2 separate regions of the Gossypium hirsutum genome follow, and region 1 is linked to region 2. A link is a contact called in public Hi-C data. All regions are on one chromosome and are shown on one strand. Each heading gives the region's core, a stretch centred on a gene start, on an enhancer-like site or on the middle of the called end of the contact. The rest is flanking DNA. Distances are from core to core; before and after follow the strand shown.

Region 1 (3,211 bases), core at 712-3,211, 440 kb before region 2:
ACGAACTAGAAAAAAGTTGATATATTTGTAAGTTAAACTCTACGCGATTCAATTTTTTTACTTCTTTAATAGTCAATAAATTCATCATAATAGTTTGTCAATAATATATAATTAATTTAATTATAATATAATATATTATATTTATATTATTTTATTATTTTAAAATTTTAAAATTTTAAATACACAATATTCAGTTACTTATTATATAAATAATTAAAATCTTCTATTTAAAATTAAAGTATTACTTTTTTAAATTTTTTGGTTAACATAAACATAATAATTTAAATATAAATTAATTTAGTATATTTATTTATTATTACGTAAATTCATTTAATAAAAGTCTTTTCATGAAATCAATATTTTTATCTATAAGTATGATAAAATTTTTTTATTCAAATAAATTTATTTAACTAAATATTTTACTAACATTAAAATTATCATTTATAAATGTTATAAATAACAAAAAAATTAAAATGATAAATTCAGGAATATAATGAACCACCAAAAGCCAAGGCTATATTGGAAATAGAGGTGTGCATGGGCCGGGCTATTCGGCCAGGGCCGAAGGCCCGCCCGAAATGTGAGAGGGTTTAGACAAAAATATAGGCCCGAAAAATGGATTTGGACAAAAAAAAGGCCCGTTTAAAAAATAGGCCGGGCCTCGGGTAAGATATTTTTAGCCCGGGCCCGGCCCGAATTCACTAAAGGACAAAAAAATCTAAATATTTTTATTTTTTATTTTTGAGTGTTATTTTCTTGTTGTTTTCTCCATATTTTGCTACCATTTTACTATTATGTTGCTATTATTTTGTTGTTATTGTTTGGATATTGTATAAAATTTAATTTATTGTTAATTTTCTTATTATTTTAAAGGCATTTGTTAATTTTTTTATTATTTTAGAAGCAATTGCTTGTTAAGTTGCATTTATCTTAGTGTTATTTAAGTTTACATATTTTTCAAAATTTATTTTCAATTTGTTGGGAAATATTTATTTTGATATTTTTAGTATTTTTGATGTACTATATATATTTAAAAATAATAATATAATATAAAAAATTAATAAGGGCGAGCCGGGCCGGGCTCGGGTTTTAGTATTTTTATCCGGGTTGAGCTTGGGTAAAATTTTAGGCCCATTTTTTGGGCCCAGCCCGGCCCGAGCCCAATAAATTGGCATGATTTTTTAGTTGAGCCTGACCCGAACCCGGCCCGACCCGGCCCATGAACACCTCTAATTGAAAATATGTTTCACTAAACTGTGCTTTTATATATTATATATGGGGAATTCATTTACACCGATATAAAATTATACTTTCGTATCTCTTTGTATTATTAAATTTTAATAATCAAACCATCATATTTTATATTCATTCATATAGATAATGCATGTCAAATTTGATGTAAATTAAAAAATTTTAACTACTTTTTATGTAAATAAATTTTAATAGTTCAATAAATATTAATATATATATTATTTTATACTTTTATAATAGAAGATATCAGATTGATTTGAAAATTTACTTGCATGGCAAATATAATTAGGGAAATTATTTGGTGCACTGTTAGTGGGGGTTTTAGAATCCACAAGTAGGGTCAGGAGATTGACAAGTGTCATATAAGAGTATAGTAAATTATTTTAATTTTTTAAAGTTACTTATAGAATAAAAAAGTACATTGCTAGTGTACCAAATATTCACTTATATAATTATATCGATAAATTTAAAATTTTAGATTATTAAAATATATTAATTGTATAAAAAGATAAGCAACAGTATAATCCCTCCGTATTATATATTGATTTTTCAGTATAGATTATAAATTATAGATGAAGCATGTAACATGTTTTTGGACTTTTAATATCATCACAAACTTTATTTTCCAATACTGGCCCAAGAACTCAACCCAATCAGTACCTCAACAAACGACGTCGGTTTGAATATGAAGCACCACGACGTCGGTTTTGTAGATAAAAACTAAAGCTCGTCCTCTTCCTTGGTTCTTTCGTCCTCTTCCATCTCCAGTCCCGTGATCGCGAAACCACCACACACATCGTACTCTTCTCTTTTCTCACAATTATCCCTTCTCTTGCAATGAAGATTTTCTCCGTTTTCTTAATTTCCTTTCTCTTCTTCGCATTTCCTAGGGTTTGCTCTCTTTCTTCTTCTCCTCTCTCAATCTGTTTTAATATAATTGGATCTGTTTGTAATTAATTTAATTTAATTTAATTTAATTGATTCGATTTTATTTTTTTATTTTTCTGATTTCATCACAGGCTGAATCTACTGGATCCGTTTTCTTCATTGATAGTACAAATAATCAATTTCTTCGCTCTCAGTCCTCCAACGATGTTGCTCAGGTTTAACTATTCATTTCCTTAATTTGAAATTAATTTCTTTTAATTTATATTTTATGATGGATTTTAAGCATCAAGAGATTGTGGATGGTTTTCTATTTGGCCAGAATATGTAAATTTGGAAACTAATATCTTGAATCTTATTAGGATTTAAATTCAGTAATTTAGCTTATGCATATGCTTTACTTTGTATATCACCCTTTTTATTTTTCTTCTTCATATTAATTTTGAAGATTGTACTGATAACTTCTTGTCACTATCTTTTTACTGTAAGTTATATATGATAAAAAGTGTATATATTGTCTTCTTAGATGGATCTTGGAAATAGTGGGGGTAGTATTTTCTTCTAAACCCTTTTATTTTTCTTTTTGTCACGCGTATTTGATTATCCTTTGTTCGTCATGTCTCTAATTTTTAACCTAATTCTGATCTTGCTTCTCACTTCCATTCTTTTTCCACTTAAATAGTCAGAGTCGATGCTGTTAACTGAAGTTGGTGCTACTGTATCAGTCTTGCTTGGTTTTGCACCACCCACTACCCTTTCAGCTGCTGGTTCATCTAAGGTCGTTCTTTAGTTATTAATCCTGAGTAATTAGCTTTTTTAATTCTTTGTTTTTTCAAAAGCTTGAAAGACATACTTTTTTTGCAGCTAAATGAGGTTCTCATTCCTAATCCATTTAATAGACCTCGAGCTGTTTTTATGCTTGAAGTCAGTGGAATCGATGGTATCTTCACTTTAACTTGAAGTGCATTTTCTGTGTTTTCTTTTTCTCCTACTCTCTCCTCTGCATTTTATTTAAATAAATGTTCTTCTGTCTTCAGATCCTCTTGTTGTTGACCCCAAGAATGCTATCTTCGGA
Region 2 (3,243 bases), core at 428-2,927:
TGTATAATTAACAAGCAAATCTCTTGATGTACCAAGATAGTCACAAAGAGATCTTTCATATAACAAAATCATTCAATCATAGATTTTCCATAGAATGTGATTCTGATAAGGATTACTGTCTCACCTCAATTTCACCTCCAAACGTGGCTCCATAGACCAAAATCTTTTTGGGAACACAACCACGAATAACACACCTGTGAATCAGAAAGTGAGACAGCATTATAAGCGAACATAGCGGCATAAAGAAATGCATTAAAACTATTTTTAAGTTAAAAAAGTAACTTACGTTCCACCAACCCCTCCAATGACTTCTGAGCTGATTGGATGAAATGGGAGCTCACAAATCCCAACCTTCAAACATGAAAATTGATTTAAATAATAGATAGATAAATAAAAATGGAATTTTTAAAATACAAAAATGAATATTTGAGAAGAAAAGTATAGAAAGTAGAAATAAAAAAGTCAAAATAAATTTCAAGACAACAAAGTTGCAGAAGAGCGAAAAGCTGAAATGACTAACAACTCCATCACAGCAGAAACAGAAAATGTGCAAAAAGTTTAGTGATCAAAATTAAATGAAGGAAGAAAAAGAACAGAACAATAATCAACGAGTTAACCAAAAGAGTATCTTAATATAGCAGAATATAGCACTGAATTTTACTAAAAAAAAAAAAATCTATTTCTCATTTTCTATAACAGAAAAACCATTTAGATTAAACAATCTATGTCGCTAGCAAAAACAATTATATAAATATATAAAAGAGAGAGAGAGAGAGAGACAGAGAGAATTCAAACATCTGATTAAGCCACCAGCCCACTACCCCACCATAAAAATAAATAACATATACGAATGAGACCCTAATTGTTTTTCTCCCCCAATTTCAATTGTTAGGCAAGAAGCAATTAAACACAGGTTGAAGCCGTTGTTTTTTTGCAGTTCATTTACATGTTTCTCTTCAAATGCTAGCATCCAGTAAGAACACAAATCCGAAACAAAATCTCACTTAAAAAAAAAATTGTCTCTTCACCGTTGCTAAATTAAGGAATATAATCTCATTTAAAAGTGATACTCTTCACCTTCATTAACCGAACACAATCAAACCATCCCATTCAAAATCGATGATCACATTTAAAATAAAAAGAAAATCTATGTTTCTCCAACCAAACATTAACAAAGTTCTATTTCGTTTAATTTATTAGCTTAAATGAAGAGATCATGGAAATCGGAACACACACCTTTGCTCCATAGTTAGCGGAGAACCTGGCAGCGCGAACACCACCGCTTCCAGCACCGATGACAAACAAGTCGAAATCATATTCAGCTCCCTCTTTATTCGTTTGGTTTAATTCTCCATCAACCAACATCTTCCTTGCCATGATTGCTTGCTTCAACTAACTATGTTAAAAACAGAAACTCTAAATCCAAGACTGGAACAACAACAAAAATCAATAAGCGCCAGCCTCAGTTTGGCTTCCAAGAAAATCACAAGATATAATAAGATTGAAGCGTTGAATTTCGAAATAAAAAAAGGAAATATACCTGAAGTGAGTTTTCCTCGATAAATGAAAAGCAACGAATTTGGGATTTGATTTGGGCGTTTGCGAGGCTCTATAGTGAAGAATAGCAGCCTTTCCAAAAAAAAATAAAATTCTTTTTGATAGTCAAGACAGGCCTTTATTAATACGTAAGCACTAACGTTTGCAATGACAGATAGTTGACACGTAGCACAGTCGGCTACTGCATTTGCCTTACCTCGTATATCATAGTGTGGTGTAAAATATGTAAATTGCACTAACAGTCACTCAATTTTAGAATAATTAACAAAATAGTCACTTAGGTTTCATATCAGTCACTCAACTTTTAAAAAATAATAAAACAGTCACTAACGTTATAAAAAAGTGACAAAATAATCACCGATTAACAATTTCCATTAGGGGTTAACGGGACAGCTGATGTGACAATTTAACCAGCTGATGTGGCAAGTTAACTTGCCACATTGGATGTACATAGTAAAACCCACCCAATTTAAAAAAAAATTGAAAAAAAAATAACGTTAATAATAGAGAAGAAGAAGAAGAAGAGACTGTAAAAAAAAATCTTCTTTGCCTCTTCCTCTGTAACCTTCCGCCATTGTTGTCCTGGCAATATCGATCTTTCAATTTCTTGGATTTCCCATGGACTCCATCTCAAAAAAAAAATCTTATCTGTTCAAACAAAATCTTCGCTGCTTGGTTTAAGTCAATGAGTTCTTCTACAAATCTCTACACTTTCTCTATTTGGTATTACAACACATCTAGAAATAACGCCCTTGTTTGGTCGGCTAATAATTCTCCACTGACCCAAAATTCGTCTCTTGTCATCGGCCACTGATGGTGTAATTTAATCGATTAACACAGCCAATAAAAAAGTGATGACAGGCAGGTAACTTGTCATAGCAACAGCTAAAGTTGCAGTGGTATAAACAAGGGCGATACCATTGATATCCAAGCTTAAAGTTGTCCTGAAATCTAAAATTTCGCAATAGTTGATATGATTTCTTCCACTGTAATGGCTGTGCAAAAACCTTAATAGCATCCATAGCTCTTCCTTCTCTAAGCTTCTTCTTCCTACACAAACTATTCAACAAAGTAGTATAACTCAATGAATCTGGTACAAATCTTTTATTCAACATATCTTCTAACAAATCTACAGCTCTATTCACTTGACTCTTCTTGCATACCCTTTGCATTAATATCCTATAAGACTCGACATCAGGCATAACACCTCTCTCAAACAATTTTTTGAACAGTTTGTATGCAATACTTAAGTCCCCATTCAAACAAAATGCACCCATCAAAATGTTGTAAGATTTGGTATTGGGGAAAACACTATATTTATAGGCAATCTTGAAAAGGTCGAAAACAGGCATGATGAAGTCACGATGAGAAACAAGCAGCTCAAGGATATGATTTAAGTTTCTGAGTAAAGGCTTAACATTGAATTCAAGCATTTTGTAGAACACATTGAGAGCTTTCTGGGATAAATCAGCTTCAGCATAGATTTTGATGAGGTAAGAAAAGAGAGTCGACATAGATTTTGATCGGATTTGAGACGAATGAGAAGGTTGTTGACAAGATAAAAGTGCTTGGAACCACCGAATTTGAGAATGAGGATGAGGAAGGAAGAGTAAGAATGACAAAAACCGGGTTGGGTGGTGACAACATCGAAGATTTCTTTAGCGAGGAGAGGGTCGGATTAGGCGG

Evidence for each region. A called contact is a pair of places that touch in the nucleus more often than the background predicts.
Region 1: a contact with region 2 is called in a Hi-C map of leaf, with 2.5 times the contacts expected there. The contact joins the promoter of LOC107897032 here to the promoter of LOC107897752 in region 2. A contact is called at or near these places in 7 of 34 Hi-C or Micro-C datasets (callus, hypocotyl and leaf).

What each region holds. Positions count from the first base shown.
Region 1 is chrA10:66,347,732-66,350,942 of Gossypium_hirsutum_v2.1, reverse strand. It overlaps LOC107897032, which reads left to right and starts at 1,961. Exons shown (of 11, transcript XM_016822363.2): 1 at 1,961-2,142; 2 at 2,271-2,354; 3 at 2,819-2,914; 4 at 3,001-3,076; 5 at 3,174-3,211. The coding sequence starts at 2,089.
Region 2 is chrA10:65,907,441-65,910,683 of Gossypium_hirsutum_v2.1, reverse strand. It overlaps LOC107897752 (glutathione reductase, chloroplastic), which reads right to left and starts at 1,677. Exons shown (of 17, transcript XM_016823325.2): 1 at 1,541-1,677; 2 at 1,237-1,428; 3 at 287-351; 4 at 125-194. The coding sequence starts at 1,377. It overlaps LOC107897754 (pentatricopeptide repeat-containing protein At4g01400, mitochondrial), which reads right to left and starts at 3,071. Exons shown (of 1, transcript XM_016823326.2): 1 at 2,358-3,071. The coding sequence starts at 3,071. The coding sequence ends at 2,358.